Linked DNA regions of Mus musculus: regions 2, 3, 4 and 5 are each linked to region 1. Evidence: chromatin contacts called from public Hi-C, HiCAR-type and promoter capture Hi-C data. All regions are on one chromosome and are shown on one strand. The core of a region is the stretch at or near the end of the contact, and the rest is flanking DNA. Distances in the headings are between cores, read along the strand shown.

Region 1 (4,242 bases), core at 712-3,211:
CAAACACAGGGAACCAAGATCCTAGAGGCAGGCTGCAAAAGCCAGGATTAAGAAGAGGGACTAAGCCAGTCCTGGTGGCGCTTACTTTTAACCCCAGCACTCAGGAGCTAGAGGCAGGAGGATCCCTGAGTTCAAGGTTAGCCTGGTCTATAAAGCAAGCTTCAGGACAGTCAGAGCTACAGAGACACTCTAATAAGACAAGACAAGACAAGACAAGACAAGACAAACAACAAAGTAACAACAACAACAATGACAACAACAAACTCAACAAAATCCAGGAACTAAGAGTTCATCAATTGTGACAAAACAAGAAACTTGTGGCCCCAGGTAAGGCTTCTGATAAGCACTGCGGGGGAAGTTGCCGCAGAAGGTGAAGGAGATGTCCACTGATGCCCTTGAGAGCAGAAAGAGCAAAGTGTTAGCATTCTGTCTAAACTCCACCTGCATAGTTACCTGCCAACAGTCAGGTATGCTCCTCCCCACAGTTACCTGGCAACAGCCAGGTAGGCCTGGTCCACTATAAAAGGGGCTGCTTGCCACCTCCTCACTCTCTTGCCTCTTACTCTTGCCTTCTTGTCTCTTGCCCACTTGTTGTTTTTATATTTATTTATTTAATGTGGGAATGCATGCCAAAGAGGACAATGTGTGGGAGTCTGTTCTCTCCTGCTATATAGGTCCTTGGGGATCGAGTTTAGATCCTCAGCATCTTTACCTGCTTAATCATCTGCCAGCCCTATTTTTATTTTCCTCTCTAGTTCCACATCACACCTCACCTAGATGATTGTGATACAGTATTACCTTTTTCTTGTCTTTCTTATTTATTTTATTTTTGTTTGTTTTTCGAGACAGGGTTTCTCTGTATATCCCTGGCTGTCCTGGAACTCACTCTGTAGACAAGGCTAGTCTCGAACTCAGAAATCCACCTGCCTCTGCCTCCCAAGTGCTGGAATTAAAGGCCTGAGCCACCAATTCTTTTTTAATGGAAGTGTCAGGTAGCTCAAGTTGGCCTTGAACTCTCTAAATAGCCAAGGTTGACCTTGAACCCCTGATCCTCTTGCCTTAGTTTCTTAAGTTCTAAGAGTATTGGATTAGGTGTGAACTACCTTGTCCTGCTAATTTAATCCTTTACATTGCAACGTAAAATTTCCCCATTAAAAAAAAACACTCCTGGAGACTGCTATAGTTGTCCAGCTCAACCTCCGCAGCAGCAGCCTGGGGGTCTGCGTTCCCCAGAGGCAGGGAGTAGAAGGAGACTCCTCAACAAACACAGGGAACCAAGATCCTAGAGGCAGGCTGCAAAAGCCAGCCGAGGATTAAGAAGAGGGACATTTTCTCGTTGCATATGTAAATGTTTTTAAAGATTTATTTTATGTATGTCCATTGCGTGTTTGCAGCACAGGATCCCCTGAAACTGGAGTTACAGATGGTTGTGAACTGTCTGGTGGGTGCTGGGAACCAAACTTGTATCTTATGAAATAGTAGTAAAGCTCTCATTACAGTTACAGCTGAGCTCTCTTCTCCAGCCCTCCTCCCCTTTGCACAAAGGCATGGGGTAGCAGCAGCCAATCTCTAGATACCCTTGCCTTGCACTTTTGTTCCAGTAACAAAATTCCCTGCTTCCCAGCACATTCCAGTCAGTTTCACCTCCAGACGCTTTCGGCTTGTTTTTTTTTTCCTCTTTCTCCAAGCACAACTCCAGAGCCAGCCGAACAGATCCCGTTCCCCTGCACTTAACTCCGGTCCCTCTCTGCTTCTCAGGATTAAGAACAAGGGTCACAAACCTGATTCCTTTGGAACCAGAGCCAGCAGGTTTTGCAAAGAGGAAGCGGATTCTTAAACTTCGTCTGGGGCGCTCATGGGTGGAGCCGCGGAGAGAGGCGGGACCTAGAGGCGTCGCCTTGGAATTTAGATGGGAGGGGGCGGAGCTAGGCCTTAACGCCTTGAATTCTGGGCAAGGGGCGGTGCTAAGGCCCCCGCGAGGCCCCGAGGAGCTGGGGCACGAGTTTCCGGGGGTGGAAGATCTCCGGGGGGCGGCTTCGGTGAGGAGACATTTTCTCAGCCCGCGATGCCTGGCTGACTGGCCGAGGGAGGAAAACTCAGGTCTGCCGCGGTGGCTGCGGCGGCCTCTTTGAGGGTCTGTTTTCTCAGGCCGCGGCGCCTGGCTGACCAGCTGCGGGAAGAAAGCCGTCTCCTTCCGTCTTGGGCAGGTACCGGTTGGTGGCCGCGCGGAGTGGGCGACCGAGGACCTGGGTGGCTGCTTCCGCTGAGACCTTGCCGTGGGAGAACACAGCGACAGCAGTATGGAAACGGCGGGGGCTACGGCGGACGCTACGGCGGGGCCGCAGAAACTGAGGTATAGGAAATGACGAGGCGAGGCGACTGGGGCGGGGACGACTATCTCCGGGGCTGTCCCGGGCCGCCCGAGGAGATGGGGGGCGGGGCGCAGGGGGGGAGCGGAAGGAGGGGCGGGGGACGGACGGGGCGACCGGCGCGGGCTAGCCTGCCTTCTTCCTTTGCCTCCGAGCGCTGTCCTAGGCTGGCCCCTGGCCTGAGGGTGCAGAGCCGGGTGTGCGGATGCTCACTCTGTGTGTGCGCGTGCGCGCGCGCGCGCGCGTTTTTTCAATCTTCCAGCCGTAAGAAGTACTTGGCCCTCCGGAAGAAGGAGAGACGTAAGAGGCGACGGCAGGCGCTCGCTCGGCTCAGAGAGGCAGGTAGTTGTTGCTCTGGATGTGGAATTGCTCCCTCTCTTCCTGCTCCGCCCTCCCACGCGGCCTCAGACAGGCTAGGCTGCCCTTACATCCGCCACGTAAATGAGGACGACTCTTAAACTTCTGATCCTCCTGCCTCTGCCTTCGAAGTGTCGGGGTGACAGAGTTTCGGCGACCATGGCACTTTGCAAGTTGATCGGTTCGTGCGTGCTAGGCAAACCACTCTGCCAAGTGAGCTACACCCCCAGCCCATGCAGCTGCTTCCCTCGATTTCCTGCCCAGCTCATCTCTGCAGCTAGCCACCACACCACTTAAAAATGGCCCGCACGTGACAGAACCCGATATTCTAAGTGGTAGAGCTATACATTTAGTAGATTCATAAAATTAGATGTTTATAAGATGACCAAGCACTTACAAATGCAGGCAAGAGGGTTGAGCTCCCACAGCAGTGCTAGGTTAAGGTGATGGCCAGCCTTACCACCGGAGACTGTGGAACAGTACTTGAGAACTAGTTCAGGAGAGGCAGGCTCCAACATCAAGGATGAAAACAAAAAGGAACAGTAAGCTGTTGTGTTACTGATGACAAAACCCTCCTGCTTTAAGTCTGAAGCTAATCTGCTACAATTTCCTAAGCTCATGTCAGTTATCCCCTCCCACTTGTCTCAACTGGCATTCTTTTTTTCCCCCTTCAAATTTAAACTTTGAATAGAAGGTATAAACTTTTCTTCCATTAAAACTATTTTGCCAGATTTTTATTTATTTATTTTTGAAAAGTCTTCCAGTGTACACAGAGTTGAAAAAAAATAGAACACTTAAATATTCATGAGTACTTCTATAACTTTGTAAAATCATTAAATATTTGCAGGCTCTCTTTCCCTCTCTTCCCCCTCTCCTTTTCTTGTTTGATTCTGAACTCGTTGTACAGCCATGCCATGAGTATCATGATGGAAGCATTGATTAAAAAGAAGTGCGGTTAGAGGAATGCTTAAGAACGCCCGCTTAGCCAGCACTCTGGTGCTATACGCCTTTACCCCAGCACTCAGGAGAGAGGGGCAGGGGGACCAGAGTCAGAGTTCAAGGCCCAGCACACATGTGGAAGCTTATAACTACTATTCTTTTTAAGATTTTTTTTTTGAGGTAGGATCTATATAGCCTTGGCTGGAATTTACTGTGTAGACCAAGCTGGCCTGAACTCAGAGATCCATTTGCTTCTGCCTTCTGAGTGCTGGGATTAAAAGCTTTCCCACTATGCCTTAAGTTTAGGTTTTTACCATAATTATAAAGGTTAAATATTTATCTTTTTTGCATGAATAACTGACCAAGGATTGTGAGACTTTACTTAATAAAGTATTTGAATTTCTACAGAATTGGCACAGAAAGAGGAGGAAGAAGATCCTCTTGCTGAAGAAAAACGACTAGAAGAAGAAAGGTTGTTAGAGGAAGAGAGGTCAGTACTAACTGAAACACTTAAACTCATTTTATTGTAATATCAGCTGTCTACCAACTAGTAGCGGCTTTTCATATAAAATCTTGT
Region 2 (4,242 bases), core at 875-3,374, 1.2 Mb after region 1:
AAAGGTCTGAAGTTCAAATCCCAGCAACCACATGGTGGCTCACAACCGTCCGTAATGAGATCTGATTCCCTCTTCTGGAGTGTTTGAAGACAGCTACAGTGTACTTACATATAATAAAAATAAATAAATCTTTTAAAAAAATTACAAAAAAAAGGTACATGCCTACCTAAAGGTAGTCTAGTGAAGGAAGTGCCTTGATTCTGGAGCCAACCGGTTTTGGTTGGTTGAGCCCTAGTTTGTAAGCTATGAGATCGCCAGTAGTGAGCGCTTGAGCACCGTGCTTAAAATTCTCATCCCCTTTCCTCACTGGTAAATCTCTGAATCGCAACAGTAGTTCTGTTATGAGGCTTAAACTCTTCAGATGTGTCAGGTTCTATTATTCTAAGTGCTCCATAAATATCAGTAATTATGCCAAATCTTACAAATATTCAAGAAAATCACTTAATGCATCAAGCCATAATAGCTTTTAATTTGTTATGTATGTAATCTTTCCTATTAAGTTTGAAAATAATGTATTGATCTAGAGTCCAGAGATGTTGGTCATGGAATGGCAAAATAGTCATCGTTTCCTATACACAGTATTACACAATATTCTCTCCTCTCAACACACCTCTACGATAGAAACCATCTTAAGTTTTGAACAACCACTTGCCGCCTCACCCTCGGCCTAACCAATTAGGTATTTATGTTCTGTGTGTAAAATAACATTAACAATACCTAGAAATTTAACATGGTACTTAAATCTACACAAAATAGAAGTTGGCAGAAACCCTTACTTAGTCACTTCAGGAAGCCACTGAACGGTAAGACTGGGCCACTGAAGAGCATGGGTCATAACCAGGTCATACAGAAACGGTGTATTCTTCTTCCAGATTTTATACTCTTCGTTGATGACACGCTCCTCCACAGTATCTTCAAACACTGAAATTTGGAGAAAGCCCACAATTAAGTGGCTGAGAAGGCTCGGAGTCAAAGGCATGGCTACGGATCCTGGAGGTCACCTCGAGACGGCCACACCTTATCTATTCTTTCCTTTTACCTATCCTGCTCACACGAACTGCTCTCCCACAAAGTGAGAAGATCAACATCAGGAAGCGTTTTCGCCTCCACTTCCAAGATCGGGATTCCGGCGCTTACCCGAATTGGGTCATTAATTGCCCTACCACCGAGCTCGTCAGCCTTTTTATAGCCGCTCGCACCTGTTCTACGATGATCCGCATTGTAAACCGGTGCCCCGACCCACTCGAATAGATCCAATCCACGTGGAACAGCAGCAGCCCACAGGCCTGCTCCCTCCACCCCCCACCCTCGCAGGAGGCCCCAGCTCCCCACCAAGCCACGATCGGCAGCCATAGTCCGGCGGGATCCAGCTCCTCCCCCCCCTCCCGACACGGACACGGGCCGCGACCCCAGACGGACGACGACCACGCGCACGGAAGAATCCGCGCCCGCCGCTGACTTCTCGGGCCGCGAGCGCCTGCGCCCCCGAGCCAAGGGCGTCGGAGGGAGCTAGGCCGCGGGGTGGGGGTGGGGGTGGGGGAAGGGGGGCCTCTCTCTCGGCCCCCGCGCCCGGCTCCGGAAATGCTCCCGGCCCTCGGCGGCGACCAGGCCCCGTGTCGCGCAGGCCCCCTTGCAGGCGCGCGGCGAGTCTCGCGCCCAGCCCCGCCCCCTGCTCCTCACGCCAATTCGCGCCTTTCGTCAGCGCGTGCCGAGGCCTCGGGAGCCCGCCAGCCCCCCGGAGTCCCGGCGCCCGCACGCCCGCCCGCCCCACAGGGCAGGCATCCTTACTCTCTTTACTCGCCATCTTGCGTCGGGTCGTTTCGCCCCCCTTGGCCGCCTCGGACTTCTCTCTCGCTAGTCAAGAGCAGCCCGGCAGGCGCTCCTTGCCTCTCCCAGGCACGTCACGCAGTCCTCGCTCGGAAAAGCCTGAGTTCGGTCTGGCCGTCTGGGTTCTCCCCCCAGACGCCGCGATCTCCTCTTCTGCCTCCTCCCCGCTGGCGGGTAGCGAGGTCTGAGCCGCTCTCCTCTCTCTCCCTCTCGCCAAACTTGGAACGAGACTTTTCAACCCGCGCCTCTCAGCCCGCCCAGGCAGCTGAGCGCAGGCGCAGCCGCCCTGGGAAATTGGAGAGGCGGAGAAGAGGCGGGCCTGGGAGCCAACGGCTCGGCGGCTTGGACCAATAGCGTGCGACGGGAGGGTCTGACGCGCTCTCCGGGGGTGGGCTTCTCGAGAGTGGGTGGGGCGTTCCGCGGCAGGAAGTCGGCGAGGCGCAGGCGCGAGGCGTCACTCCCCAGGCTGGCCGCGGGGGCGGCTGGGCCCGCGCGGGGGTGGGGCGGATGCGAGCGCGGTGTGCAGGCTGCGCGGGGGCTGCGAGCCCCAGGGCCAAGAAGCCTGGGGCCCGCGGGGCGTGGTTGCTTAAAGCAGCAGCCGCGGCGGCGGCGGCGGCGGCGGGGGTGTGCGAGGGGGGCAGGGAAGCTGCAGCCGCCTTAGCAAAGCAAAATCTCAGAGCCAGTGAGGAAAATGGTTTCCTGGTCTCGAGAGATTACACTGCCCGCAAAGTCTCCCAGATAATCACGGCCACGCAGTTTTCTGCACCCCTCAAAGGCTCCCCCATTCAACTGTATCGAGGGCCCAGTCGAGCTCTGGTGACATTTGTCATAAGCGAAAGGGACCTTTAGGAGAGACCTTGGGCGGGTTTTTCTTTTTTCTCCCAGAAGCTGGGCAGACCTTTATTTAAGGCCTGCGATGGCGCAGGCCTTCAATCCGCCCCTCGTCGAAAGTTGACTTAAATGACTTTTTGTATGTTCACCTTTGTGCGTCCTTAACCTACTGGTTCTTTAGCTTCCTGCTGCTGCAGGGGATTTTGTGCCTGCCACTGCTTCCCTATCTCAGTTCCTGCCTAGGCCCCTGCTGAGTCATTCTTGTCACCTGAAGGGGTCCCATTTTGACCCTGCAGCTGGCTGCTGAACTGGAGAGAGCTGGGCTGGGCTAATCTAGGCCTGCATACCTGAGCTCTGCATTTCTCTGAAGCTTTTTAGCCTTGGGGGGGGGGGTGAAGAGAAAGCCACATGATCCCAGGGAGAAAAAGAGGGCCAGAGCAGAGGGGCCCAGGCGCCTACGCTTAAAGGGAACCACAGTCTACATCTAAACTCAGAGGCTCTCCTTGCAGAAACACCCCCGGAACATTTGTTCCCTTGATAGCTTTCCAAGTGCCTTCATGCTTAAACGCAACCATGCAGAGGCCTCGAGGATGCTCTCTTTTCTGATCGAGAAACCAACTCAGACGTTACTCTAGTATGTGACAGAAACAGTCACGTTCCCTTATATAGAAATTTACTGTCTTGGGTCTCTTGTTTTCCCATGTGGTACAATTCATTATTATAACGCCCTCCCTCCATGTCAGCTCCAAGAATCTTGCTGGTGACTAACGCTGAAGAGGTGGCTGGAGGCGGGAGGGGGGCGGTTAGAAGAGTGGAGTAGCATGGGTCCTCCGAGTTCTAGAACACTGGTGGTCAAACTTTTTTTTTTTGACAGGGGTCAGGCAGCCTTCGGTGTTGTAACACAACAGCCATAGAAAATATGGATAAGCCTGGCCATCTTCCAGCAAAACTATAGACACTGAAATCTGAACTCTGTGTACTTTTCACAGGTCACAAAATATTCTCTCTCTGTGTTTTTTTTTTCAATCACTTGGAAATGAAAAAAATCATGCTTTGCTTCAGGGCCATGCAAAAGCCCCTTGGTGGGCGAGATTTAAAGGACTGGAGCTTGTCCACCTTGTTCTAGAATAATTGTGTCCTACAGCTCTGCTTCAGCAGGAACTATGTGTACTCAGAGAAGACTTGAGAGGTGATTTCCTGTCAGTAATATAATTTGCTCATTTTGATGAGTAGTTATGATTTCTAAAATAAACGTTTAAAGGACTGAGCGAACCTGGTGTGTAATCCCAGTCCGTGGAAACTGGAGGTAGGTAGGTAGGAGGATCTTTGTTCAAAAGCCAGCCTGGAATGCCTAGGAACCTTGTCACAAAAAACAAGTAACTCTTCCCAGACAATATGAATTTAGTTTAAACTGTGTACACACAGAGGTGGGGGGGGGGTCGAGTAGAGGACGAGTGTGTGTGTGTGTGTGTGTGTGTGTGTGTGTGTGTGTGTGTTAGTCAGTCCTGGATATCTAATCCAGGGCCTTGCACATGGTAGGCAAATGTGCTTCACCTGAGTTTCCCAGCTAACTAAATTCTTTTA
Region 3 (4,242 bases), core at 873-3,372, 1.1 Mb after region 1:
TGTTTTTCCAGACAGGGTTTCTCTGTATAGCCCTGGCTGTCCTGGAACTCACTTTGTAGACCAGGCTGGCTTGACCGCACTACTCTGCCTGGCCTTGTAACTATGTAGCCAAGATTCTCTTTTCTAGTTGTAATTTTGACTCCCCCAAAGCTGGGATTACAGGCATGCCTAGTTGGCATACTAAACAATCAGAAGTAACTATACTCTCAAATCTCCTGAAAAAATTAACATATTGAGGAGCAATTTTCTTTTCTTTCTCCCTTTTTTTCCCTTTTGTTTTTTTGAAATAGGGTTTTTCTATGTAGTCCAGCTGTCCTGTTATACACCAGTGCCAGGCTTCTTTTCTTTTCTTTCTTTCCTTTTTTTTTTTTTTTTTTTTTTTGAGACGGGGTTATGTAATACTGGCTGGGCCTGAAACTCATTAAGTAGGCCAGACTAGCCTCAAACTCACAGAGATGCACCTGTCTCTGTCTCCTGCATGGGGGTCTCCAAAGGTTGCAACACCACAGCAGGTTAAGGAGTAATTTTCTGACATCTGTTATAAACGTATGAACTGTAAATGAGATTTTCTTTCTAAGTCCAAAAAAACCCCCAAAACTTTGGGCTGGAGAGCACTGACTGCTCTTCCAGATATCCAGATTTCAATTCCTAGCAACTACATGGTAGCTCACAACCATCTGTAATAAGATCTGATGTCCTTCTGGTGTGTCTGAAGACAGCTACAGTGTACATATTTGTTATTATAAATAAATTTTAAAAAGAAGACAGCTACAGGGTACTCATCATATATAATAAGTAAATAAATAAATAAATAAATAAAATCTTAAAAATTTTTTTTCAGCATGGCTGGGTGTGGTTGCACACGCCTTTAATCCCAGCATTTGGGAGGTAGAGGCAGGTGGATTTCTGAGTTCAAGGCCAGCCTGGTCTACAGAGTGACTTCCAGGACAGTCAGAGCTACACAGAGAAACCCTGTCTCAAAAAAACCAAAAAAAAAAAAAAAAAAAAAAAAAAAAAAGAATTTCTTCAACTGAACTGAGCTGGAGTGTAGTTCAGTGGTTGAGTGCAGGTGTTGTATGTATGAGATCCGTGGTTTGATAATGAGCACCACAAAAAAAAAAAATAACAATAAAACCCCCAAACAACATTAATAACAAAACCAACCCTATTTTCTCCTAAGAATTTGCTCATTTGAAATTTTCAGTCCCTCAAGTTATTTAAGTTTTGGCTCCTGGTATCACTGTTTTGTGTTCAACTGTAGGAAAGTATATTTGTACAGATTTTCATAGTGAATTATTTCAATTCCGGATTTTGTGATGGTCAGTGACTTCTAGACACTAGGCCACTAAGGATCTGGTTCCATTAAATAGAAAACAGGGGATATTTCTGAGTGACCTTCTCTAACATATCAAGAAAAAAATAACTGTTTTAGTAAACAGAGTTCGTGATATTTTTAATTAGCAAAACATATGGTGCAAAAAGCAAGACATTTTAAATACGAATTAATCTTGAACTAACATGGAGAACTGTACTTGAAGCCAGATCAGTTGGGCAAAGGTGAATAGGCTTCCAGCCCAAAGGAACTCTGGACAGTTAAACCTTGGGGAGAACTCTGGTAGAGAGGCTGTACTCTGGGCAAGTGTCCAATGTTCCAAATTCTGAGACTGCATCTCCCACCTCGAAAATAGCGAAGTTAAAAGAGTCTCTTATTCTCAAATTATACTTGCACAATTATGAAGAAGAGCAAAAAAAGCAAAACCACAAAGAAGTGTCTCTGATTCTATTCCTTCTCAAACTCTGGAAGATTTTAAAACTTTTCTTGTAGGTTAATAACGACTACTTTCCGGTACCGCGACATTGCCGCTCAGAGACTACAAGCCCCAGAAGGCTGCACACTCAGCACAGCGGGTACTCTTCCCCCAGGACGCTCCTATCCGGATTCATGGCTGGACGCCGGGGCCGCACATTCTTCTGGGACTCGTAGTCTACTCCCTTTCCCGGTCCGCGCAGACTCCAGCGGCCTCTGTCTGCCCTTCGGCCCTAACAGAAGCCCAGCCCAAAATTTTACGCTCCCCACCCCCAACAAACTGCCTTTCCTCAGGAGCCAACCTCCTCCGGTCACGTGAGAAGACTCTCACGCTACGATTGGTTGGGGTGTAAAGGGGGCGGGGCTGAAGCCCCTGAGAGGTTCCGTGCCCCTGGTCCAGCCGCTTGTTTGGCTGCTGCCGTCACCTCATGGCGACTCGGCTTGAGGAGGTAACGCGAGGAAGAGGCGGCGGTACTGAGGAGGCTAGTGAGGGCGGACGGGGCGGACGGCGACGTAGCCCCCCGCAGAAGGTCAGTGGAGGGGACGCCTTCGTTGTGGTTGGGTCGCGGGGATGATTGGGTTACCCTTTTTGGGGTTCACCTCTTCACTTACCCCTTTACCTTTAGCTACGGGACGAACATCCGGCCCGTTCCCCCTTTTCCTTCAGAAGAGTGACGATAGTTGGGGAGCAGGTGCGGGGTGGTTGTGACTGAAATGGATCTGGTGAGAAGGGACGGTGGTTGGGACTTGGGGACACTACGCCTAGTAGGGGGCTGAGGGAGGACATGGTGGACCCCGGTCTGAGAGGGTGAAGGGGTGCTAGGCAGGGGCGCTCCAGGTGTGACAGCCACGTGCGGCGGGTGCTGCCCCGGGTGTTGAGTCTTCAGCCTGTGTGGTCACCGGGCACTGGGACTCCGCTGCCCAAGGAGGTGACGGGGTGGGGGTGGGGGCTTATCGGGGTACGGGGTAGCCCTCTCCGTGTTGGGCAGGTGCGTAGGGCGCGCGCTGCGGGGTGCTCCCCGGCCTCAGAGCTGAGGCTGTTGCGCAGTAAGATAACAGCGCAGAAGCCGGGGCTGCCTTTCGCCCCTTCCCCCCTTCCCCTTGCCCCCCCGCGGTCCCCCGCGACACTGCGCGGGTGGCTACGCGGGGGACGCCGCGGGGCTCCCGGGATCCACAACGGGGCTTGGTCTCTGGGCATCATGGACCTGCCTTGAGTGTGAGGCTGGGGATGAGGTGGTGATGCTGGGGAACCAGCATCATCTTCTGATAGCTGTCTCCGGCTTCCTGCCACTACCCTCTGTTTCTTTTCTTTCTTTTTAATTTGATAAGTGGAAACTTGAGTTTCCTCCTGGGCTTCGGTTTTGGTCTTTCTTAATCTAGGAGAAGAGCTGGACTGTTTGTTTCCCCTTGCCTTACTTGACTCACGTCAAGGAGTTTTCAGTGTCTCCCTGGATACAAGAAAATCGAGATCTCTTTCAGAATGGGAGAAATCCACTTGTTCTGGAGCTCAGTGGGTGGAGTTTTGACAATGATTGCACAACGAGTAGGGTACAGGGCTTTCAGGCCCAGGAACCAAGAACTGGGGTGTATGGTATTGAAAAAGTGTAAATTCCATCCCTTTGCCTTGCAGGAGAACATACTGAAACCGCTTGACTTGTTGGACACCCTGCTTGACCACTGAGAGCTATTTAATATTACTTAATTATGTATTTGACTAATCTTAAAAGCCACTCCTGTATGAAGTTACGAAATAATATTTTTCTAATGCGATTCATGAACTTCAAAAGGGAGAACAAAGGTCTGGTTTACATTTGAGCAGTGTCAAGAATTGGCTTTTTGGGGCCTGTTCCTTTTTTCCCTCACTTTTTTTTTTTTTTTTTTGTGAAATCGGTTACCCTGTAGCAGGCTGGCCTCATTTGACTATGTAGCCCAGGCTTGTCTTGAAAGTACCATTTTCCTCTTGCCTTTGTTTCCTGAGTGCTGAGATTACAGCAGTGAGCCACCACTCTGGCCTGGGGTGCTTTATTTCTAAGGTCCGGTATTTTCATGTTCTATTCTGTCTCATAAAAGAGGGACCTACTGCTTGGGACACTGGAAAAGTTGTGGCCCAACAGTTCTTTAGGGATTCAGCACTGTCACTTTGGACATTTATTCCCTGAGGGTGGGGAGCCAAACTCAGTGTTTGATTTCATAGGTTCCCCAGGGGAAACCTCTGATGATAAAAAGCCACTGCAATTGAGGACATAAGTTCCCTTTTATGCCACTGGAATAAGGACAGAAAGTCACTGAATTAGGAAGTAAGGTTTAATTAACTAGTATTTTAACCTATGAGGCTAAGACTCTCAGAGTTCAGAGCTTTGGTTAATGGCTGTATATGAATAGTCTTGTATGTCTTTTATTTTTACTACCTTTGTATTTCTTTGCTCATGCTCTTT
Region 4 (4,242 bases), core at 712-3,211, 1.1 Mb after region 1:
AAAAGAAAAACCCTCACTGTGTAACCCTAGCTGTACTATATAGGTGAGGCTGGCCTTGAACTCAGATCTGACTGCCTCTGCCACCCAAGTGTTGGGATTAAAAGTGTGTGCCACTGTGCTAGGCTTTGAGACCCTGTCTTTAAATGAGTATTCGAGGGTTTTCTTATTTTAATCTTTTTTAAGATTTATTTATTTATTTATTTATTTATTATATGTAAGTATACTTCAGCTATCTTCAAACATACCAGAAGAGGGCATCTGATCTCATTACAGATGGTTGTGAGCCACAATGTGGTTGCTGGGATTTGAACTCAGGACCTTTGGAACAGCAGTCAGTGCTCTTAACCGCTGAGCCATCTCTCCAGCCCTATTTTAATCTTTATTATGCTTTATTTAGTGTGTGGGGTTTGGGGAGAACACAATGCACACTGATACAGACAAGAGAACAAGTTTCAGGAGTGGGCTATTTTCTTCTGCCATGTGGAGATCAGGGCTGAGCACGTAAACTACCAGGGTTTTAAATTCTAAGTGCCACTCATTTGGTTGTTTGGGAAAGGGTCTCATGTAGCTCTGGCTTGTGTTGAACTCAAGATCCTCCTGCCTCAGCTTCCTGAATGCTGAGAATACAAGCATGTATCACCCCATTCAGCCAGGTCTATTCCATATGTGTGCGCATGATTTGCTGTGTTGGGCATGTGTTTTAGCAGTCTACCACTGACTGAGCTTCAGTCCCAGTAAGTTCTCTAAGCTATTGTGTGAAATACTTTAAATTTTATTTATGGTATAGGTAGTCACAGAGCCTGTGTAGAGATCAGAGGACAGAGAACCTGCAAGGGTCAGTTTTATCAGATAGGTACCAGGAATCAAACTCAGGTTGCCAAACTTGGTGGCAAGTACCTTTACCTGCTAATCCATTTTACCTACCCACTGTAAACCAATTTTTAATCTATAAGTACCCCACCCCAACTTCTTCCTTACAATTAATTTCCTTTCTTTCTTTCTTTCTTTTTTTTTTTTTTTTTTTTTTGGTATTTTGAGACAGGGTTTTTCTGGCTGTCCTGGAACTCACTTTGTGGACCAGGCTGGCCTCGAACTCAGAAATCCTCCTGCCTCTGCCTCCCGAGGGCTGGGATTAAAGGCATGTGCCACCACGCTCAGCTGATTTCCTTCCTTTTTTCCTTTAGGTTTTTTTTTTTTTTTAATGTTCTGCTCTTGACACAAGAACTTAGGTAGCCCAGGCTGGCCTAAATCACTATGCATTACTCCCAGCTTTGGGTTAAACTCAGGAGGAGGCTTGAGGCCTCCTTTTCCAAGGGTGGGGGTGTAACCCGGTCCAGCTGGCCCTAAAAAAGGAGGCTGTCATCTCGAGGTAATCACAAAGTGAGACCAGGTAGGAGAGCCCCCAAAGATGCCAACCACACACCTATAAAGCTGGGGAAAATAAGCCGGGCGTGGTGGCGCACGCCTTTAATCCCAGCACTTGGGAGGCAGAGGCAGGCGGATTTCTGAGTTCGAGGACAGCCTGGTCTACAAAGTGAGTTCCAGGACAGCCAGGGCTACACAGAGAAACCCTGTCTTGAAAAAGCCAAAAACAAAACAAAACAAACAAACAAACAAAAAACAAAGCTGGGGAAAATAGAAAAGTGGGTAGAGAGCAAGAAGAGCTCAGCGGAGAAAACCCTTTTGGCCCTTAGCCTCTTTTCCAAAAGCAGGGGGAGGCGGGGAGGCGGGGAGGCGGGGAGGCGGGGAGGCGGGGAGGCGGGGAGGCGGGGAGGCGGGGAGGCGGGGAGGCGGGGAGGCGGGGAGGCGGGGAGGCGGGGAGGCGGGGAGGCGGGGAGGCGGGGAGGCGGGGAGGCGGGGAGGCGGGGAGGCGGGGAGGCGGGGAGGCGGGGAGGCGGGGAGGCGGGGAGGCGGGGAGGCGGGGAGTCGATGCAGAGGGGGCGGAGCCTTAGCCGGACATGACGCATGCGCGGCCAGCTGAGCCGCCGTCAGAGAGGGTGGGCCAAGCTTCGGGAGGTCTCCGGTTCCGGTCAGTCTCCCTCGAAGACCAGCGGAGTCGGATCAGCCAGTGGTTAAGGGTGCCAGGGCTCTTGGGCGAGGGGACCGCGGCAGAGGCGGCGGTGACCCCGCGGGCGGGATGTTCGGAGGGTTGAGCAGTTGGCTGGGCTTGAAGCCGCCCGAGGGGGCGGCGGCGGAGGGAGAAGAGCCTCCCAGCCGGGACGGGGACAAGCTGTCCGCGGGAGCCGCGCCTTCTGAGGAGAGCCCCGAGCGGCCCGTGGAGCCCACTGAGGAGCAGCAGCAGCAGCCGCCGACGGAGGACCCACAGTTCCTCCACCAGGCCAAAGGCCTTGGCAGTGAGTTCTCTCTGGGACCTGAGAGTGGACTGGGAGGGGACGCGGGGATGTTGATGTACGAGGAGGGGGACGGTCCTCTCTGACATGGGCTAGTTGGCTAAGGAGCTGGACAACGCCAAAGTTCACCAAGCAGTCACTTCATCTCCTCGACGTGCCTAAGGACTTGTCGCTTTCCTGCAAAGTTTGTAAACTTGGGAAGCCGGAAAGCGATCAGTGTGCTGCTGTCTTCAGGGTTTTGACAAGGAATTCGGTTTGTTCAACTTGAAAACGTTCATTTGAATCTCCAACTCTGACTCCCAGCTAGAATTGGTTTAGAAAAATGCCTTTTGTCCCAAGAAAGGACTGAAAGGTATTGTCTAAAGTAACTTCGTTAAGTTACTCGAGCCGTGGTGGTGGCTCACGCCTTTAATCCCAGTACTCAGGAGACAGAGGCAGGCAGATTTCTGAGTTCGAGGCCAGCCTGGTCTACAGAGTGAGTTCCAGGACAGCCAGGGCTATACAGAGAAACCCTGTCCAAAAAAAAAGTTACTCGAGCCATAGTCATTCATGCCTTCTTTTGATTTTTTTGAAGCAGGGTCTCAATCAGCCCTAGATGGTTTCGAACTTGCCATAAAGTCAAGGATGACCTTGATCCTCTCACCTCTGCTTCCCTGTCGCTTCGCGATCAGTATTTTTTTTTCTTTTCCCCTTTCAGCAGGACCTTTTTCCCTTAAGGTGGGAAAGAAGGTGCCAATTGTCTGCTATACTCAAGTTCCAGTGCTAGATCTTTGGTGAATAATAAATCCCTCATTTCATCTATTCACAATCCCCAAGGGGTTGGGGAAACAAGTCCAGCGTTTTACTGATAGTAGTACAAGTAGATTTTGAGCCAAAAATCTACCTGATTTCACTTTCCAATTTTATTATCCAGTTGAACAAACAGTAGTTCTTAAGAATATAAATACCTGCTGTATTAATTCTCGAGAGACTTTGGCAGGCTTACATAGTTAAAGAATGTGATTTGGGGGGAGGTGGGCCCTAAGCAGAAGTAAACATAAGAGAATTGCAACAAAAATATCTACTAAATTTTGTGAGGCTTTTTGTTCTTTTTGAGATAGCCAAAGCTGGCTTCAAATTCATATGGCCAAGGCTGGCCTTGAACCCAGCCCTCCTTCCTCTCTCCCGATTACTGGAGCTCACCACCACACAGCCACGAAATTTTGAAAGTTTTAAGGACTTATCAAGTCAATTAAGGGTGTCAAAGAACAAAGACGCACAGACTTCAGCAGGAAAGGTCCTATTGTTCAAAATGTTTGACTGTAAGTTAGAGGCATAGGGGAAATAGCCACAGTATCAAATTTTAACAGTACATTATCTCAGCCAAGACTCCCGAAGACTGGACAAGGAAAATAAAACTTAGTGTGATACCATGAAATCACTAGAAAAAGAGGATGACTATTTGCAGCTTAGAAAATTGGGAAAGAGTAGATTTGGAATATTTAAGGAATGTGAGAAGGGTTCACTGGAGCAGAGGTTGTAGTGTAGTTGGGATAGATTAACGTGGGATAAAAGTCAAGTATGGTGGTGACATAGGCCTGTAACCCCAGTATTTTGGGGTCTTAGGAAGATCAGCAGCAGTTCAAGGCCACATGAGACAAAAAACAAAAAAGCTGGCCAGGTGATAGTGGCTCTTGCCCTTAATCCCAGCACTTGGGAGGCAGATGCTGGCAGATCAGGTCTACAGAGTTGGTTCCAGGACAGCCAGGATTACACAAAGAATCTTCTCCGCCCCTCTGTCACACATACCAAGCCAGCAATCCTAGCTATTTAAGAAGCTGAGGCAGGAGGCTCTCTGGATCTAGACCTGCTTGGAATGTGAGTTCAAGGCCAGCCTTGACAACCTAGACCT
Region 5 (4,242 bases), core at 578-3,077, 1.0 Mb before region 1:
GAGAGAGAGAGAGACTGAAGAGAACAGATACAGAACAAAACAAATGTTGTTAGAAACTTATTTATCACAAGCTAGCTAATAGATCTTAGATGTTCTCTTTAAAGTACCTTCTGTCAGAGAACTGGGGAAAAGTGCTTAGCTGTGAATGCCTGAACAAGTGGGAGGAGCAGAGTTCACTAGGGAAAAAAACAAACAAACAAACAAACAAACAAACGAAAAAAGAAAACAACCCTGATACAGTGATGTGCCCTGCAATCAGTGCATTCCTTTCTTGAGATGGGAGACCCTCCTGAAAGCCCACAGGAATTATAAAGCTGCAATATGCAAAGCAGCAGCAGAAACTAGAAAGACTGCCTCAGCAGAGTAGAAGGTAAGAACAACTCCAGAAAACTATCCTGTGACATTCATCTGTGTACCACGCCCGCGAGAGCACGCACACACACACTCGAGCACCCCCCACACACACACATGGGTATAATGAACAAGTAATTTATGAAACAGATGACTACAGATTTTAACCCAGCAATGAACTGAACTGTGTTTCTTTGGCAACTGCATTTCCAACCTGACCCCATATGAAACAATACTACAACCGGGAAATATATACTGCACTCCTATTTGCAACATAAAAATTAAGAACTTGAATGATTACCATTAAGAAAATAAACAGATGGAATATCACACTACAGTTAAAAGGAATGTAATCCTTACCATGATGGTTGACTTTTAGTAAAGAATATGGGTATCAAAGTAGGGAAGTGGGAGTCTAGGGGAGCTCGGAGTTACTCAAATATTTTTATGAAAGTTTTCAAACAAACTTTAAACAATGTGTTCAAATTTTCCCATAAAAACAAATATTGAAAACGCTTTGGGAAAAGATGTTAACTGCCTTTTTAAGGTCAACCAGCTACAGACTAGGTAAAACGTGGGTTGTCCTTTTTGGCAGAGGGGCAGGGCTGCTGAGGCTGGAACTTGAGGTCTCCAGCATGTGCTGGACCTGTGATCGACATCCCCAGTGCCTGGGAAAACGTTTTCTCTAATTGCCAGTACAAGTAGTCTTCAGTGTTGGTCAGTTTTTAAGAAAGGCAGCATTGTTATGTTCAACTAAGCCACCAAAGCTAATAGTTTGTTGTAGTACTTTATAAATCTAAGCTTTCACCAGTCTCGGCAATGTTTGCATTTCACCCTGGATAAGTATTGCGACCTGTCCTGCAAGCTTGGCAGCATCGTTGGCTTCTCCCCATTAGAAATCAGCTACACTCCCATTCTAGAGCGGTGACACCCACAAATGTCACTTACATGGCAGGAACAAGAGTCTACCCCCACCTCGTTAAGAACAAGTAACTCAAAATAACATCTTTCCTTTTAACTTTCTATAACCACTTAACTCAGAGTTCAAAGACGGTTGCCTTGTGAGCGTCTCCCAGTCCACAACTGTGGTGGTTATACCTGTAACCAGGATCAGAGAGACTGACACAGAAAACTCATGTCTGAGAAGGGAGGCCAACCTAGGCTACAGACCAAGTTGCCAGCACTATAAAGCCAGACACCACAGCCAAAAGAAAAGAACCTTAACAGAAATAATCGCCGAATATAGCGAATACTCACAATGCAAGTTATCTGCGAGCGGTCAGGAGAAAACCAAACCAAACCAAAACCAGTTCTCCAAGGCTGCCAAATTGCCACGTTCCAGTTGCACCAAAGGACTCCAAACCTCCCGCCCGCGCATTGCACGCTGGGACAACCGGCCCAATAGTTGCCTGAACAACTCAGGCGGCAAAGCCTGCAGGAGGTGGTAGCCAGAGGGGACCTGGGAGGGGCGGAGCCTCCGAGGGCTGGAAGCAAATGGCCAGCTGAGCTGTAGGGGCTGAGCTTCAGGGAAAAGCATCAGAGTGCTCCAGGCTACTTGGGGCGGGACACCGGTGCCAGGAGGTCGTCGGAAGGCGGGGTTTCTCCTTTAGAGAAGCAAGTGGGAGCCCAGCAGAGCACTTATTCCCGCCTCTACCCCGGACAACACTATGGGATTGGACAGTGTGGAGGCACTTCCTTCTACGTTCCGGTGTCACGCGACCCCCTCCCCCCCTCCCTCCCTTCTTGATCTACCTTTGGGCTGGGCTGGCTGGTGATGAGACACTTGGCTGCAGGCTGTGGAAGGAGCGACGGGTACAACCACAATAGGTTCCGCGACTGTGACCATGGCCGAGGTGAGCAGCACCTCATCGCTGCCTGGGCCGTGAGCCTGGAAGACAGCTTCCAGGCCCAGGGCCCGTGCGCTCCGGTGCAGGTGAGCTGTGTTGGGAGTGATCTGGGTAAGGACCGAGAGCATCTTAAGGTTTTGTTGTGTCTCCTATCCAGAATAACGCTCAGAATAAAGCCAAGCTAATCTCAGAGACCCGGCGGAGATTCGAAGCTGAGTATGTGACAGGTAAGCATGCTTTCTGTGACTTAAAGTGGGGTGTGCAGTGAGCATATCCAACTTTTACTGGTGTGTTTGTGGGTGTTTTGACGGGAGATGTTAAGAGACCTTTCCAACCTTCACTGGAAAGATGCTGTACATGTTTCAAAGGTTTTGCCATACTGTGTGCGCTGCTTTACTTGGGCAGATGGTGGGCTTCCTTTAAACGGTTAGTGAAAGTTAGAAATCAAAATGCCTAGCATCTCCTTATATCCATGGGCCTCACAGGCTATGAACATATTGGCCAATGACATAGGTGACACTGTTCAGTTCATGGCTCCTTCGCTGGCCTTTCACCAGAAAACGAACCTGGAAACTGCCATTGTACTGTTGCCATATAGTTTGTACATAATTTGGTAATCCAGTTCCTTTTATTTTGCTTAATTCCGCTTCTTAAAACCAAAAGTGCTACGCACAAGTTCTCGCTCCACACTGTACTTAAAAGTTTCTGTAAGTGCAGAACTGGTTTATTGGTTGAATAATCTGGTCACTGTCATAGAATCTTGTCAAGTACTTAATCTGCTGACTTAGTGCTTGTACATTGTTTTTAAACATTTGGAATAAGTTGCCTTGATTGATACTAATGTAGCCCCCTTCCACAAAATAGCTTACTTCCATGTTCCGAGTTCCTGTTTCCATATCTATGAAATGCAAGTAAGGTTAAGAATTAAGTGAAGAAACGTGTATCAGACCATCAAGTGTGGAACTAAATCCAGTAGGTGGTCAATTTAGATTTTGCCTCAGTCATTGGTTACCATGGAAAGAACTAAACTGTTGTATTTTGATTGTAGTGCTTGGCAGAAGAGTCATACACCTTTATACTGTTCTGTGCTATATATCAGTTCATGACCTAGAACAAATAACTAAGTCCATTCCAAGTAGCCTGGCCCGTAAATCTTTTCATGCCTCCTGGCCAATTTTCTTCATGTACCAAACTTTGTACCAGAGAGTTGCAAAAGCACTCTATTAACTTTTAGCACAGAGATCTTATTCATGTCTATTATCATCTCTGGTTACAGTAAAGAAGTACTTCTAAAATAACTTTCTATAGGAGTATACTTCATCGCTATGTGGTTTATAGTAAGTTGAGATATAACTCATAACTAATGAATTGGCCATTCTACAATCATCATTTACTTATGCTCAAGGAAACAAGCAGAAAATAGATGAATTATGCAATCTCCAAGGTCTTAAAAGGTCACCGTGATGCCACTGTCTCATCTTTAAATGAGGGAAGTGATGTGTAGTACGATTAAGCAATTTGCTCAGAATCTCGGGTGTTAGAGTCTTAGCTTGGCTTGCTATTCAAGCCTTTTGGATTTCAACTTTAGTAATCTTTCAGCAACGTTGTGATGTCAAATTAGATCATGTCATTCCCCAGCTTGAAACCCTTCACTGTCTTCCCACTGTATGTATTTAGAATAAAGTCCCCATTCTTCTCAGTGGCCTACAATTGGGAAGCCATATGTTTTATAGCTCCTAGCTACCTGCTACTTCCTTTCCTGTTATTTCTCTCTTTGCTTAGTACAGATTTGACCACTCCCTGCATTAAGGAAGATACAAATAGTAACCCAGTACACACACACACACACAAAACCAAACTTGAATACTTAGTCTAAAACAATGTAGCTGATGTATTTTCTATTTGACTTCCTTTAAAAAAAATGCAGTGACCTACAAAGTTGACATCACAATCCAAACCATGACCCACAGTTTGAAAAATATAAACACACTAAACACACTGCCTCATTTGTGTGCTTCAAGCAGAATGAGTTTGTTTGTATCTT

What was found. Promoter capture Hi-C pulls out the DNA fragments that hold promoters and counts their contacts. Hi-C and Micro-C count contacts between places; a contact is called where the count stands out from the background. HiCAR-type assays count read pairs that join an accessible place to other places. Capture Hi-C pulls out chosen DNA fragments and counts their contacts.
Region 2: a promoter capture Hi-C map of pre-B cells shows a contact between it and region 1. The contact joins the promoter of Rbbp7 here to the promoter of Zrsr2 in region 1. A contact is called at or near these places in 6 of 39 promoter capture datasets (the C10 cell line, cranial neural crest, hippocampal neurons and 3 more), 4 of 484 Hi-C or Micro-C datasets (CD4 T cells, Th1 cells, cardiomyocytes and 1 more), 6 of 115 datasets of contacts at active chromatin or transcription factors (the 230-238 cell line, astrocytes, embryonic stem cells and 2 more) and 2 of 9 other capture datasets (adipose tissue and liver).
Region 3: a HiCAR-type map of astrocytes shows a contact between it and region 1, with 6 times the contacts expected there. The contact joins the promoter of Txlng here to the promoter of Zrsr2 in region 1. A contact is called at or near these places in 3 of 39 promoter capture datasets (embryonic stem cells, frontonasal cranial neural crest and pre-B cells), 1 of 484 Hi-C or Micro-C datasets (CD4 T cells), 13 of 115 datasets of contacts at active chromatin or transcription factors (the 230-238 cell line, astrocytes, embryonic forebrain and 7 more) and 2 of 9 other capture datasets (adipose tissue and liver).
Region 4: a promoter capture Hi-C map of liver shows a contact between it and region 1, with 6 times the contacts expected there. The contact joins the promoter of Syap1 here to the promoter of Zrsr2 in region 1. A contact is called at or near these places in 10 of 39 promoter capture datasets (the C10 cell line, the HPC-7 cell line, cranial neural crest and 7 more), 4 of 484 Hi-C or Micro-C datasets (B cells, CD4 T cells, CD8 T cells and 1 more), 15 of 115 datasets of contacts at active chromatin or transcription factors (astrocytes, cardiomyocytes, differentiating embryonic stem cells and 10 more) and 3 of 9 other capture datasets (adipose tissue, liver and pancreatic islet).
Region 5: a contact with region 1 is called in a Hi-C map of CD8 T cells, with 6 times the contacts expected there. The contact joins the promoter of Fancb here to the promoter of Zrsr2 in region 1. A contact is called at or near these places in 2 of 39 promoter capture datasets (erythroid cells and liver) and 1 of 484 Hi-C or Micro-C datasets (CD8 T cells).

Annotation. Positions count from the first base shown.
Region 1 is chrX:163,956,385-163,960,626 of GRCm38.p6, reverse strand. Zrsr2 (zinc finger (CCCH type), RNA binding motif and serine/arginine rich 2) reads left to right here and starts at 1,961. Exons shown (of 11, transcript NM_009453.3): 1 at 1,961-2,353; 2 at 2,632-2,711; 3 at 4,074-4,155. The coding sequence starts at 2,301. Gm38561 (a long non-coding RNA gene) reads right to left here and starts at 1,886. Exons shown (of 4, transcript XR_878297.3): 1 at 1,782-1,886.
Region 2 is chrX:162,758,254-162,762,495 of GRCm38.p6, reverse strand. It overlaps Rbbp7 (retinoblastoma binding protein 7, chromatin remodeling factor), which reads right to left and starts at 2,124. Exons shown (of 12, transcript NM_009031.3): 1 at 1,789-2,124; 2 at 777-921. The coding sequence starts at 1,804.
Region 3 is chrX:162,827,334-162,831,575 of GRCm38.p6, reverse strand. Txlng (taxilin gamma) reads left to right here and starts at 2,122. Exons shown (of 10, transcript NM_178935.5): 1 at 2,122-2,337. The coding sequence starts at 2,236.
Region 4 is chrX:162,886,181-162,890,422 of GRCm38.p6, reverse strand. Syap1 (synapse associated protein 1) reads left to right here and starts at 1,961. Exons shown (of 9, transcript NM_025932.2): 1 at 1,961-2,354. The coding sequence starts at 2,138.
Region 5 is chrX:164,978,177-164,982,418 of GRCm38.p6, reverse strand. Fancb (Fanconi anemia, complementation group B) reads right to left here and starts at 1,827. Exons shown (of 9, transcript NM_001146081.1): 1 at 1,609-1,827. It overlaps Mospd2 (motile sperm domain containing 2), which reads left to right and starts at 2,044. Exons shown (of 15, transcript NM_029730.4): 1 at 2,044-2,204; 2 at 2,356-2,425. The coding sequence starts at 2,196.